Regions from separate parts of the Mus musculus genome. Here regions 1 and 2 are each linked to region 3. A link is a contact called in public HiChIP or PLAC-seq data. All regions are on one chromosome and are shown on one strand. The core of a region is the stretch at or near the end of the contact, and the rest is flanking DNA. Distances in the headings are between cores, read along the strand shown. Region 1 has its middle 21 kb from the start of Fbrsl1. Region 2 overlaps Fbrsl1 (fibrosin-like 1). Region 3 holds the start of P2rx2 (purinergic receptor P2X, ligand-gated ion channel, 2).

Region 1 (4,064 bases), core at 867-3,366, 130 kb after region 3:
AGCCAAACCCTGCTCAGTGCCTGTTACTTGCACTCTCTCTCATGGGTGTTGGGAAGCAGGGTGGCTGAGCCATTAGGAACCCTAATATTACATCCAGCTATATACACAGTCTCCTGAAATGTCCTCGAGCTGTGAACACATACATACTATGAGGCTTACACATGCATCCATATGCCAATACATTCGAACACCTGCATACACATATGCACGTATGACCGTGCATATGGTTCACATGTGTACATGGACTTCCCACATATACCCACAGACAGGCATATTTGCTTTCACCCATACACATACACACACTTAGACACACAGCTGTCCATACGGCACAATGTTTACCATGCCTATGCACAGACATGCACACACAGAGTACCAGGTATAGGATACCAGCCCTCCAGCCACTGTACTCACAGAAGCACTTCTGTCTTTCCAGAGCGCGGGGTCACTGCAGACTGCCCAGGAAATAACACCTGAAGGTTTGTTGAGAAGGAAAAGGCTCAGTGCCAGGCAAGGATGTTTCTTACCACCCCCAGCTTTACTGACTCACGACTCAGCATCCTTCTGGGGATGGAATGAGGCTGATCGCCTGGAGTGTCCTGGAGGATCTGACGGCACAAAAATGGGTGAGTGGAGGGGTCCTTGTGGGTACTAGGAATCACATACCTGGAGAGGGTGACCTGCTCAGGGGCCTAAGGGCTTGGGTGAAACCAGGACAGCAGCACAAGGAAGGACATGAGGGGGACTCTCACACGGAAGAGACAAACAGCCCAGTCAGATGTTAAGTACAAATAGAACAGTGCTTATGTGTGGGGATGTCAGCTATGGCCTGCTCAGGGGCTGAAAAGGTTCGAGCCTGGTGTCTTATTGCCAGCTTCCTGAGGATTTTCCCGCCCCCAGGAGACTGACTAAAGGTTTTGCTTGGAGGAGGCTGGAAGGTTTCTCAGGTGGCTGAGGTACAATTAGTGTAAAAAGAAGGCAAATAGGCTCACCCAGGGAGTGCAATAGCCTCCAAAGGACTCTGTGGCCCTGGGCAGCCATAGTCTAGGTCCATGACTGCCTGTACCTTCTGCTAGTAGGCTCCTTGCTGTTCTCACGGAGGGTGCTTGTAGCAGGTGCCCTGTCAGAAGGATACATGTGCCAGGCAAAGTTCACACACTCTGGTGTTTCCATGGCAATAGCTGGGTCATATCCAGCAATTGGCAAACATGTAGTGGCTCTCCAAGAAGACTGGAAGCGGTGATGCTGGCTGTGTATCCCGACGAGCATAGAGTAAGATTCAGGGCAGATTTCCCACATAGGAATCAGAACCCAGTGCCCAGAAGGCTGGAAGAGGCTCTCCAGAATCCCAGGGTTGGGACCAGCTTCCATTCCTTTCTCAGCTGTGCCAGATGTCCTCCTGAGGACCCCAAGGGGGTACACAGGATCTGGGCTGGAAAGACGTGCCTGCCATGTTTTAGTCCCAACCCTCAGACATAGCAGCCATCATGCTGAGAAAGTGGTGCCTATTCAGAGATGGTGGGAACCTTAGGAGATCCTGTCCAGCCGGAGGGAGGAGGCCACAGGGAGCGCAGCTTTAGAGGTTCTACCTGGTCCCTGGTTGTACCCTCACCCTGTTTCTTGCCTGCTATGAAGTGAGCAGGCCTCTCCTTTATGAGCTGTTCTGTACCGTAACCGTTCTGCCAAGGCTCATGGATCCTAGTAACCGTGGACCGTGGTCTCTGAAACGGTGGTGAGTCTTTCATTCATGTAAGGTTTCCTTTCTTCCTCTTGTTGAGTTTCTCTGTGTAGCATAGGCTGTCCCTGAACTCACTCTGTAGACCAGGCTGGCCCTAAACTGCCTCTGTCTCCCCAGTGCTGGGATCAAAGTTGTGTGCCACTGACACCAGGTTGTCTTCTAAGTTGTTTTTTTTTGGGGAGGGGGTAGGGGTGGGGAGGAGGTCAGGTCTTTGTTGCAGTGAACTGAAAAGCAGCTCATGTCTTATCACTGTCATTGTCATTGTTATTGCCACCACCTTCATCATCATCAGAACACCATGACCTCCAGGTGAAGGGACTACAGTGGCAGCCTACAGGGGTGGTGGGTGGGGAGGCTGCAGGGGGAACACACTTTTAGGTAAAAAAGTTAGCATGGGAGTGGTGTGCACGCCATCTGGGAAGTGGCAGTCTTTTGTGGCTCTGAAGGGCAGCGCTAACCCTTGAGCCGTTTCTGGAGCTCCCTCTTCTTTTGTATCTTTTTTGTTTTTGTTTTGGAATTTGTTTTGCAGACAAGTTTGCCTTAAACTCCAAGAAATCCACCTACTCCCTACGGAGACTAAAGGCATACATTACAGTGCTTGTTTTTGTTATTTGAATTGAATTTCGTCTCTCCGCCAGACCTTAAGCTTTCTCCTAGCTGAGGATGACCTTGAACCCTTGAGCTTGCTCTACCTCTCCCGCTAACACTTGAATTACAAAGTGCACCGGTTAGGCCTTGATTGCTAAGTGTAAGCAAAGACTTACTGGTATAGGTACCAAAAAATCTGGGAGACAAACAGGTCTCTTCTATTAAAGCTAAGCAGAGGAGAACTCTCCTCAGCCTTTATGCTGGGAGTGGAATCTGGTGTGTGACCTGTGGTTGGGTGCCATGAAGTTGCAAAGTACCTTGTGGAACCCCACAGGGGTAGAACCGTGACTATTGCTAGAGACACAGTTGGTTGTTGTGTTTTAGAAAACTATAAGGAGAAGGAATATGTTTGGTGGATGTGCAGTCAGGTGGGGGGGGGCAGGGGGGGGCTCTGTGCGCCCATGCTGAGGCATCCCTTGAGGGACCAGTATAGAATAGAGTTTATTCAGGACATGGGGAAGGGAGTTGAGGGCATAGAGACAGAGAGGAAGTGAGAGAGAGAGAGTAAAGGAGTAGAGGCCGGCCATGAACATGTAGAGAGAGGGGAGGAAGGGGAATGGGGAGAGGGGGGGAGCAGAAGCAAGGGAGCAAGAAAGAGGGGGGGGCAAGCAGCTCCTTTTATAGTGAGTCAGGTGCACCTGGCTGTTGCCAGGAAACTGTAGGACATAGCCTAGACAGAATGCCAGCACTGGTGCCCTTCACTGGCTAGTCAATACTTTAGCAAGTGGGAGTAGGGGAATAGTTTTGCATTTTAGTAATTCATCCCTCCACCCCCTTAACATTTTACCCTAAAAGGACTTCAATGCCTGCTGTGTCCCTAGGCCATTCTCCCTTCTCTTGCTTTCCAGAGGCTCCAGGGCTTGTGGCCTGGCCACCCTTATCTCTTCTGTTCCTCAAGGTCTTCCTTCTCCCACCTCCTCTGATAAAAGCACCGGACCTTGGTTCCCAGCCTGTCCTAACCCTGGCTGACCTATGGATACTTTCAGTTGGTTTGTTTTGAGACAGGGTCTCTAGCTGTCCTAGAACTTACTATGTAGATCCACTGCCTCTGTCTGTCCAATGCCATCCCCTAGGCACACCTTTAATCCTAGCCCTGGGGAGGGAGAGGCAGGTGGATCTCTGTGTCTCCAGAGAGCTTTCCAGGACAGCTAAGGCTATACAGAGAGACCCTGTCTTGAAGAATGGAGACATCGCATAATGGTACCTGGGATTTTCCCAATGAGGCCACATTTTGAGGGTTTCAATAGGTAAGATTTAAGGGCTTCTGCCAGGGCCCCTTGACTTGGCTCTTTGAGACAAATTCCAAAGAACATTGCTGAATTTGGATACATCTCTGTAATCCTAACAAAGAAAAAGAAAAAGAAAGGAAGGAAGGAAGGAAGGAAGGAAGGAAGGAAGAAGAGGAAACAAAAAAGAAAGAATGTGACTGTTCTTAGGTATGGTGGAGAAAATTTGTTGTAGATAGAGGGAAGAACATAGGTAGAGGTAGACACATCTGGGAGATTCCAGAGTGGTTATAACCCTGAGCTATGTGAGAAGAGGAAGGGAGAGGGGAAGGAGAGGAACTAGGTATAGTGGCTAGGAGGCCCAAAGAGGAGGAATAGCCAAAATGGCCAGAGTATATAGGGAAGGGCAGCTGGGGGAAGGGCAGCCCAGAGGATCTTGGGCTGGAGAAAGGTTT
Region 2 (4,359 bases), core at 407-2,906, 78 kb after region 3:
TGGGCTGTTATCCTTTCTTAAGTAGTTGTCCATGGATTGAAAACCCCACTTCCTGCAGTTTTATAAAGCTGAGTCCTGTATTCTGGAAACAGACACATGGGAAGATATTTATTACCTTCTGTAACCAGGTGGATCTAAAACAGCGCCACCTGCTTGCCCTTTGGTGTTTCTGGCTTTTTACTCACTCTGAGGAAGTTTCCTATGAGCTATGCCAGAGGCAGGGAGATACCATGCTTCCATCTCCGGCATTTATGGAAGGATGAAATCAGTGAACCTCCGTCAGCCTAGAGTCAGAAAGCGGCTTGTTTGCTTGAGGGGTGGGGGGGCAGATGAGAATAGCTATACTTATAGCTACTTTTAGGCCTTGTAGACCAGCCACCAGTCCATCCGCTCATCGACCCAAATAACCAGCTCTACAAGCCAACGTGCCCCGAGTTCTTGTACACTGGGCCCTTCTGGACAACGGACAGACACACACCCTTCCATGCATGGGGCCTTCAAAATCATATGGCTCCCAGTTACTGTAAGGGGAAAAAAAAGCCAGCCTGAAAGACAGCAGCACGTGCTAAGAGGGCAAACTGCAGAGAAAGGTAGGAGGACCGACCACCAAAGGGCCGCTCTATGTTGGCAGTGTTTCATTTGTTCTGTGACACAACCACAAGGATGGACAAAGGTGGGCGAGTTTGCAGGCACCAGTTTAGGAGGCTCCAGACATGGAAGAGAGGTCAAGGCTGCTCCAATCATTTGAAGTTTGCTCCTGTAACATGTCTGGGTGACTATGGCCTACAGGCTCCTGTGCAACCTCAGTGGCCCAGGAGGTTTACAGGGAATGGCTGGAAGCCCAGTCTCAGGGAGGAACCACAGGTACTTTGCCGACACACACAGCTCCCTTACAAATCCGTGGGCGGGCAGGTACTTCTGAGCAGTTCTCCTGGGCTTGGATGTCCGCCAACATGGAGTCCATGCAACTGCACATGCACCCCAGGGGGACACAGCCACATTCAGTCTCTACCTCTCCCCTTGTAGTCCTTTCTGGGTTTCTGAGGTCACCTCTGAGACCACAGTTATTTTACTAGTCTTATAGGCTGGCTATGTTGATGGAGCCTCATGTCTGGTCTTTCATCCAGCCTCATGTAGTAGCTTAATTTATACACTATGTTGGGTATATATGCATGTGAGTATGCAGCCCACAGTGCGTATGTGGAACTTCGAGGACAACTTGTGGGAAATCACTTCTTTCCTTTCACCATGTGGGTTCCAGGAATTTGAACACGAGTTGCCAGGTTTAGCAACAAGTACCTTTACCCACTGAGCCATCTCTCTGGTTTACAACTCTTTCCTTGATATTTGTTTATTTTTATTTTGTGTACAGGTGTTTTGCCTACATATATGTGTGTGTACCATGTGCATGCATCGCCCACAGAGACCCAGAGGCCATCGATCTCCTGGAACTGGAACTACAGAAGTCTGTGAACAACCACCCAGGTGCTGGGAATTGAATCCAAGTCCTCTGGAAGAGCATACAGTGCTTTTATCACTGAGCTGCCTCTCTTGCTCCAGGCTTTAATTGTTCTTGGTGGGACTCAGCCCTTGGCTCTGGGCTGTGCAGATCTATGAGGAAGTTGCAAGGAGAAAGAAGGCTTCCAGACAAGAGGGCAGGAGAGTTCCAGGAAGTGAAACGAAGGGAGGTGGAGCAATGATTAGTCTCTCCAGACAGAGAGAGCTCACAAGAGCTCAAAGAAAGGCCAATATTGTCCTGCTGGGTTCCCAAGCTAGCTTACAATGCACTGATCTTGTAGCCTGGCATGTCCCAAGGTCCAGAAGTTTGGATGAAGTAGGCTGGTGAGCCAGGCTGCTTCCCCACCATCCAGCAGCCTCTGCCAGCATGTACTAGTGAAACACTCCCTCCTTCCTGGTGTAATTCTTTCTGGGTAGGCCATGGGACATAGAAACTACGATAACCCAAACCTGTTCAGTGTTACTCGTGTGCACGTCACCGACTAGTCAGGCAGAGAAACTGAGGTACCACATGTGATCAGTGGGACCTAGAGTGGGGGAGTCCACTCCTTGGCACCAGTGCCTGCCAAAGGCTGAAATACACACAGGGCTTCAGCTGACACTGCTCGGGCAGACAGGAGGGCAGAGTGAAAAGAGTCCTAATTCACTCCAATGGGCAGGACCAAAGCAAGGGCAGTGTTGTGAGGCAAACTGGCTTTATTTCTGGTAAACCCCCAGAAATGCCTGCCAATTTCCAGAGTTCCGCTAACCAGGGCAACCAGACTAGCAGGCTGAGAAAGGGCTCCAGCAGCCATGAACAGTGGCTCTAGCAATGAGGTGCCTCCTTCCCCCTACTCAACACCAGGCTGCACATGGAAGTCACGCTTCCAGGGCTGGGGGCCAAGTGAACTGCTTGCTGTCCCAGGTAGGAAGCATGTGGTTTACTCTAGTACTCAGATACACTGAGGTTTTGGGTACAGAGCTAGCCTGTCCAAGGGTTGGGCCCTGAGCCATCTGTTGCTGAGCAGATGATGAAGGGACCAGAAGTATCCCTTTTCACTTGCAGAAGTTAGAAAGTCTACCAGAACCCAGACCCAGAGAGCACACGTGGACACACGTGTGATCATGTACATGTCTGAGGTTGTCCATGAAATGCATACTATCTAGTGTACGCACCTCACCTGCTCCCCAGATACCTTTATGCTCTAGAACACTTCAAGGGGATACACACAAAGGCCCACTGGACCCTGGAATCCCATTATTCAGGCTGAAAACACAAACAAGACCGTAGGAATAGCAACCCTGGGTAAGTACAGGACATAGCCAGGATGGTATGCAGGAGTCTGATGAGTCCCATCCATGCTGGAGTAGTCACAGGGAGACAGACACACCACCTCAACTGTTTCATACCCAGACGAATGCTTTACTTGTGGCTTCCTACAGTCCACTTAACCTCTGCACTTGAAAGAGGGAGACAAGGATAGGGCAGTTCACTTCCTGGACCGAGGATGAAGAATATGGCTGCCTGGCTACTTTCTGCTATAAGCCCTGGAAAATCCCTGCAAGGGGCAGCAGCTCCCTCAGGCATCAGACCCAGGGTAGGCCAGAGAGGTGGACGCATGGTTGGCTCCCCATTGTTCAAGGTGAAGAGCCAGTGGAAGATACACTTGCAGCATGTCAACCTATATATACGGTGTATCCTGTATGTACAACATGCTATCCTATATATACAATGTATCCTGTATGCACAGCATGTCATCCTACATATACTGTGTATCATGTATGGGCAGCATGCCAAATGAACACACCATGCCAAGCATGTAAGCATGTATGGTATTCCATGTATGCCATAAGTACATCTTGAATACATGGCATTCTATGTGCATAATACATCCTATGTGTACAGTGCACCCCATGTGCACATTATACCATATGTACATGGTGTGTCCTGTACACACAAGTGCATTCTCTATAGATGTTGCGCCCATGGCTCTGGCCCTTCAGCAGTCACTCTATGCCTATTCTTTTTTTTTTTTTTTTTTTTTTTTTTTTTGGTTTTTTGAGACAGGACTTTTCTGTATAGCTCTGGCTGTCCTGGAACTCACTTTGTAGACCAGGCTGGCCTGGCGCTCAGAAATCCACCTGCCTCTGCCACCCGAGTGCTGGGATTAAAGGCGTGTGCCACCACACCTGGCGTGCCTACTCTTTTTAGGGGAATGACCCCTGCTCCTACTGACCCATGGTCATCAGAAGGACTCTGGAGGCTACCCAGGGATAGACATCTTGAGTCTAAGCTTGGGACTGACCCAAGTTACCCAAGTAACCGATGCCCTCCTGGAGTGAGCTGTGCCAGGCAGTAACCCTGACTCACTGGATCTCACAGTGCTGCAACCAGACTTCAGCAGGGCAAGACCATGCTGAATGAGGCTCAACTGTGACTATCTCTGATACCCTCTTTTCCCCAGCCATAACCCTTACTCGTTGTTAGGTCTGAGTCCTGACTTCCCATGTCTTCTGAGACCCTAGAACAGGTGCTGGCACAGCAAAAGACCTCAGCCAGCAAAGCAGGGGAACTCACCATTTCTGTTCTGCTGACTCCAAGCCAGATGGTCCCCTACCCCTGGCCAGCAGTCCTCACTGAGCATTGCTGACTACACCCCACACTTCCCCTCCACAGGTACCTGGCTGTGGCTCTAGACCTGGGCACTCCATATAGACCTCTCCCTTCAGAACTGAGCACTCATGTAAGCAAGCACCCCAGATCTACCTGGCAAAGACACTCCATTTGCTTCTTCCCCCATTAGCACCAAGATGTCACTGTTGTTTACTACTGTCCCCAGTGGAGGGTTGGGAGATGGCTCA
Region 3 (4,427 bases), core at 1,240-3,739:
TGAACGTTAACAAAATCCAGTCACACAGAAAGGAGCCCTGAAATCAGCAGGTGCGAGTGGGTAAAGGCATACCAAGCACTCCCTACCTGACTCAGACCCCTAAGGGGATCTGGATTTCTTACCACCCCGATGGAGGTCAGAGCAGTGGCCAGATTGATGATGGTGGGAATGAGACTGAATTTCCCTGCCTGTAGACAACAGACATGCATTTAGTTAGACCTTCAACACAGGCTGCTTGAGGATGGGATGCTATAAGGGGCATGGAGCTAGCCCAGCACAGGCCTAGGTGGAACCCTTCAGCCGTGCGTACCTGTCCATGCACAATAACGTCAATTCGAATCCCATAGGCTTTGATGAGAGTTCGAGTGGTGGTGGTGCCGTTTATCTTGTAATATTTGGCAAACCTAGGGTCGAGGGAACCAAAGTAATGTCAAAGCTGTCAGTCTGAGGACTGTGGCACTCGAACACACCCATCTTCCTCTCTTTAGGACTTCTTCTGGTGGGACTATAGTCAACACAGCCACCACTGTCTGTCATGGATCCAGAACAAGGTACCTGAAGTTGTAGCCTGAAGAGGCAGGGTCATACTTGGGGTCGAGCCTCCGGAAAGAATATTTGGGGTTGCACTCTGATTCAGACAAGTCCAGGTCACAGTTCCAGTTGATGATGACCCCAATGACACCGCCCTGCAGAGAAGTGAGCCAAGGAGGGCTGAAGAACATAAAGCAGAAAAACCTCAAGGAATAGGGTTCAGCTCAGAGCCAAAGGTCCAGAGAGCTAGTCATTTCTGGTTTTGGAGGCAGTGAGGTACTAGCACCAGTCATGGGACCAGGTGTCAATAATTGAGCGGGTGCCTGCACAGACCGTGATCACATTTCTCCCCTCTGCCTAAACACAGCTAAAGCTAACCAAGACAAAGAAGGTACATCTAGATGCAGTAAAACCCTTCCTAGGCAGCAAATGCTGACACCCAGCTTCTCTGTCCCCATGCCCTCTGATCCTTACCTTGTGTGCCAGTTCTGTGAAGTTCTCTCCTGCTTGCTCTACAATGAAGCCCAGCCTGAAGATGGGACAGTATGGATCAGAGTCCTGATCAAACGTGCAGTGCTTCAGGTAGTCACTCTTCTGGCTTGCAATGTTGCCCCTAAGGAGAAGCAGAAAACAAACACCTGCTCCCAGCACATGCCTACATACTGGTCGGGCATTTGCAATTACTCCTCAGACTCACTTGGAGAACTTGAACTTGGGATAGTGGATGCTGTTCTTGATGAGGATGGTGAAATTTGGGGCCATTTTACCCAGAAAATGGCTGCAAAGTTACAGACAGTGGTTTAGTCTCCTTTCCCCCAAATCCCAAGGGCAGGAAGGAGGACATGGTCTCCCTCCTCCTCCCAGTTAATCTGATCTTCATCAGTAAGGAGAAAGGAGACTGCCGATGGGGTCTGTAGATCCTGCATACTTTTCAGAAGTCCCATCCTCCACCGGGCACCAGGCTGACACCTCGCAGGTCTTGGAGTCCCCATGGTAATAGGGTACACAGCGTCCTGTCCGAATCCCTACAGGACACACACTGGTTAATCTACTGAGGTCAGGCTAACCCTGCCTTCCCCACTGTCCCTGATGCACACTGACCATTGCCCTGCATGTCCAGCTGTCCGGCCACACAGTCGTCATCTAAATGGCAGGTAGAGCTGTGAACCCTCATGCTCTAGGGTGGAGATTGTAGGTTAGAGGGTAGACTCTGCAACTGGCCTAGGTTTTCCCAGACCACCCTTGACCGGCCTCACCTCTGGGCATGTTCCCAGGGTCTGGGAAGGAGTAACCTCGATCCTGGTGATGATGCTGACTACACTGCCCCCCTGGGTGCAGAAATAAAGGCGCGGTGGGCCTGTCAGCTCACTCAGACGGGTCACACCGCGGAGGAGCATCGGGCCTGGGGCAGGAAGCGCCGCACCTCCGGGGGCTTTACGTATTCCTCCACGTCCCACACTTTGTGTTCCGACATGGTGATCCCCTTGACTTTGGTGATGATGGAGCTCTCCGGACCGGTTTCGCTATCCTGGTAGCTTTTCTGCACGATGAAGACGTACCTGTGGGATAGGGCGGTGCCGGCTCCGGAGGCAACCCTGGAGAGACCAGGATATCCCTCTCCTAAAGCCCTAAGGGCGCCCGCACAAGCCCAGGGCTGAGTATCCCCTCCCGCCCGATTGCCCACTGTGCCCCGGCCGGCGCACCACACGAAGTAAAGCAGAATGAGCAGCTGCACCATGCGGTGCACGAATCCCAGGCGCCGATTCCGCACCACGATCACCTTGGGCGTCTCGTAGTCCCAGAACGCGGACCAGCAGCCCCGGGCCAAGCGCCGGACCATGGCCGCCCCCGCGGGAAGCCGGGGCTGTGCAGCGGCCATGGCCCAAGGAGCTCGGTCCACAAGAGCTGCTGGAGCGCCTCACACTCTCGGCCTCTCGTGGGCAGGCTGGGGGTGTGGCCTCGCTCCCCGCCCTTTGTGACAGTAGCAATCTAGTCCCTTTCCAGTCTTACTGAAGACTGCAGGTGCGGCGGGGTGCGGCTCAGAGTGCAGCCTGGTGGTGCAGTTGGTGGATCACAACTCCAGTTTGGTGACAAGAAGAGCGGAGAGGCCAGGCCAGCCCGGAGAGCCCCGGGAGGAGCCCAAGAGAAGCTCCACACTGGGCGCTTTCCTCATCACTCAGAGGATCAGGGGCTGACGGCAGGCACCCCAGGTTTCTCATAGCAGACACACAAGGGCGCAGCCCCAACCCTCATTTCTCCAAGGAACTGCCCAGCATTGGGATGTTAATTCCGCTTCCCCCTCCAACCCCCCCACACCCCTTGCAAACCGAAATTGTTTGCTGGTAACTGATCAGGTCTCTCCTGCGCCCAGGTTATTTGAAGCAAATACCAAACATCTTAATATGTCTCAGCGAGATGATTTTAAGCTGTCTTTTATGGAAATAAAATGCATTTAGCGTATGAACAACCCAATGAGTGTAGTACATGCTGCTGTACGTTGTGCAGTCCCCTTCATTGGACAACACAAAACCCGTTCTCCCACCTCAGAACAAACCCCTGTCCATAAAGCCGCCATTCCTGTTCCCACAGTAGTCTTCATGTCTCAAAAAGGTTTTTATTTGAAATACGATACCTACGTCTGGCTTTATCGTGTTTTCAAGATCCACCCACATCTTTGCTAATACTTCAAAGTAAGACCAGAGCAAATCCATCCTTGGCAAACCTGGACATCTCTTTGCTGTTGCTAATAGTACAGCTAAATTGCATATTTGAACTGTTTGATTAAATCTGACCAGTGCCTAGGGAGCAACGGCAATCTAATTTAGAACAACTGAATGCATAATTTTAGGGAATATTTTGTAACAAAAGACTGGGTCTTGGCCCATCTCAGACGCCAGTTGTCCAGATCCCTTCCAGACAGGACCTCCCCACCCGAAATCACCAAGCTGATCACATCCTTCCTGTTTTCCACCAAGGACCTTCATGGATCCTGGTGCCATTCTTTGTGAGTCCTTCTTTCTTAGAAAAGTCCTGCTTTAATTTGCCTGAGGCTGAGCATGCTTATACAAAACCAGTAATCCCACCACTTGAGAGGTGGAGACAGGAGGATTGTAAGTAGTCAGTCCTAGTCAATCATTAAAGAGCTAACAAGGAGAGCTGCTGGAGCTAGGTGGTGGAACACTTGTCTAGTACTTGTGAGGCCCTGGGTTAAGTCTCCACGCCCCCCACCCAGGGGCAAAAATCTCAAGTGAACGAACAGCCCACACACTATAGAACAGACAGAAGGATTGATAAATGAGAACAAACTGAGACTATTATCAGGGGGCAGAGTCAGCACCAGACATGAGCACCTGACTTAGGAGTGGAGAAAGGGAACTCTGGGTGCCTAAGGAGTTGTGGTCCTAGGGCGGGGTGGGGGGTGGGGAGGACAGTGGGGAGGGGGCACAAAGAGTGGGTGTCCTACACTGCTGGGTAGGGGTTTGTTTGGCTATTGGTAGCTGGTCTTGATTTGGAACAGAAGCAAAAAGCAGGAAAGCAGGTAAAGTATGGTGGGAGGCCATGTCCACGGAATCTCTACATTCTGTGCAGAGGGCGGGGCAGGAAGTGGAGTGGAGTTGAGTTACTGCTCAGAGACTTGAGGCCAAGTACCCTTGGCTAACCTGTAACCCTCTACTTCAAGGCTGACGTCTGCTTGGAAACTGCAGTTTGGCTGCTCTCGCTGCACAGAGGAGCAAGTGGACCTGAGGCAAGGAGGTAGGGCCACTGGGAACTCAGCAGTTCCAAAAACTACCTTTCTACTCCCAGGAATAACTCAGATTGTTCCTGTCCTGTGGTACCTGGCAGGAAACAGGAGAAAGATAGTCTAGTTTCTGGGTCTACCCAGCGGTTGCAATCAT

What was found. HiChIP or PLAC-seq counts read pairs in DNA pulled down with a chosen protein or histone mark.
Region 1: an H3K4me3 HiChIP or PLAC-seq map of embryonic stem cells shows a contact between it and region 3, with 4 times the contacts expected there. The contact joins the enhancer-like site here to the promoter of P2rx2 in region 3. A contact is called at or near these places in 14 of 39 promoter capture datasets (the C10 cell line, the HPC-7 cell line, cranial neural crest and 8 more), 2 of 484 Hi-C or Micro-C datasets (embryonic stem cells and liver), 3 of 115 datasets of contacts at active chromatin or transcription factors (all in embryonic stem cells) and 3 of 9 other capture datasets (adipose tissue, liver and pancreatic islet).
Region 2: an H3K4me3 HiChIP or PLAC-seq map of bone marrow-derived macrophages shows a contact between it and region 3, with 2.7 times the contacts expected there. The contact joins the enhancer-like site here to the promoter of P2rx2 in region 3. A contact is called at or near these places in 23 of 39 promoter capture datasets (the 3T3-L1 cell line, 3T3-L1-derived adipocytes, the C10 cell line and 14 more), 7 of 15 datasets of contacts at CTCF or cohesin (the G1E-ER4 cell line, the NIH/3T3 cell line, embryonic stem cells and 3 more), 140 of 484 Hi-C or Micro-C datasets (the 3T3-L1 cell line, the AML12 cell line, B cells and 79 more), 20 of 115 datasets of contacts at active chromatin or transcription factors (the HPC-7 cell line, Th17 cells, bone marrow-derived dendritic cells and 9 more) and 6 of 9 other capture datasets (adipose tissue, embryonic stem cells, embryonic tail and 3 more).

The regions. Positions count from the first base shown.
Region 1 is chr5:110,467,340-110,471,403 of GRCm38.p6, forward strand. No RefSeq gene overlaps it. Among named protein-coding and RNA genes, the nearest start is that of Fbrsl1, 21 kb to the left of the region's middle. Within about 2 kb of position 2,117, at least 11 of the 459 cell types and tissues checked have an H3K27ac peak or open chromatin away from gene starts, as enhancers often do. A contact at or near this core is called in embryonic stem cells, where this site is marked.
Region 2 is chr5:110,419,490-110,423,848 of GRCm38.p6, forward strand. All of the region lies in intron 2 of Fbrsl1 (fibrosin-like 1), which reads right to left. Among named protein-coding and RNA genes, the nearest start is that of Fbrsl1, 27 kb to the right of the region's middle. Within about 2 kb of position 1,657, at least 35 of the 459 cell types and tissues checked have an H3K27ac peak or open chromatin away from gene starts, as enhancers often do. A contact at or near this core is called in the HPC-7 cell line, bone marrow-derived dendritic cells, bone marrow-derived macrophages and 5 more, where this site is marked.
Region 3 is chr5:110,340,546-110,344,972 of GRCm38.p6, forward strand. P2rx2 (purinergic receptor P2X, ligand-gated ion channel, 2) reads right to left here and starts at 2,490. Exons shown (of 11, transcript NM_153400.4): 1 at 2,235-2,490; 2 at 1,955-2,090; 3 at 1,788-1,859; 4 at 1,633-1,708; 5 at 1,460-1,556; 6 at 1,229-1,309; 7 at 1,006-1,144; 8 at 556-686; 9 at 311-404; 10 at 123-188; 11 at 1-37. The coding sequence starts at 2,410. It overlaps Lrcol1 (leucine rich colipase-like 1), which reads left to right and starts at 4,185. Exons shown (of 6, transcript NM_001310709.1): 1 at 4,185-4,284.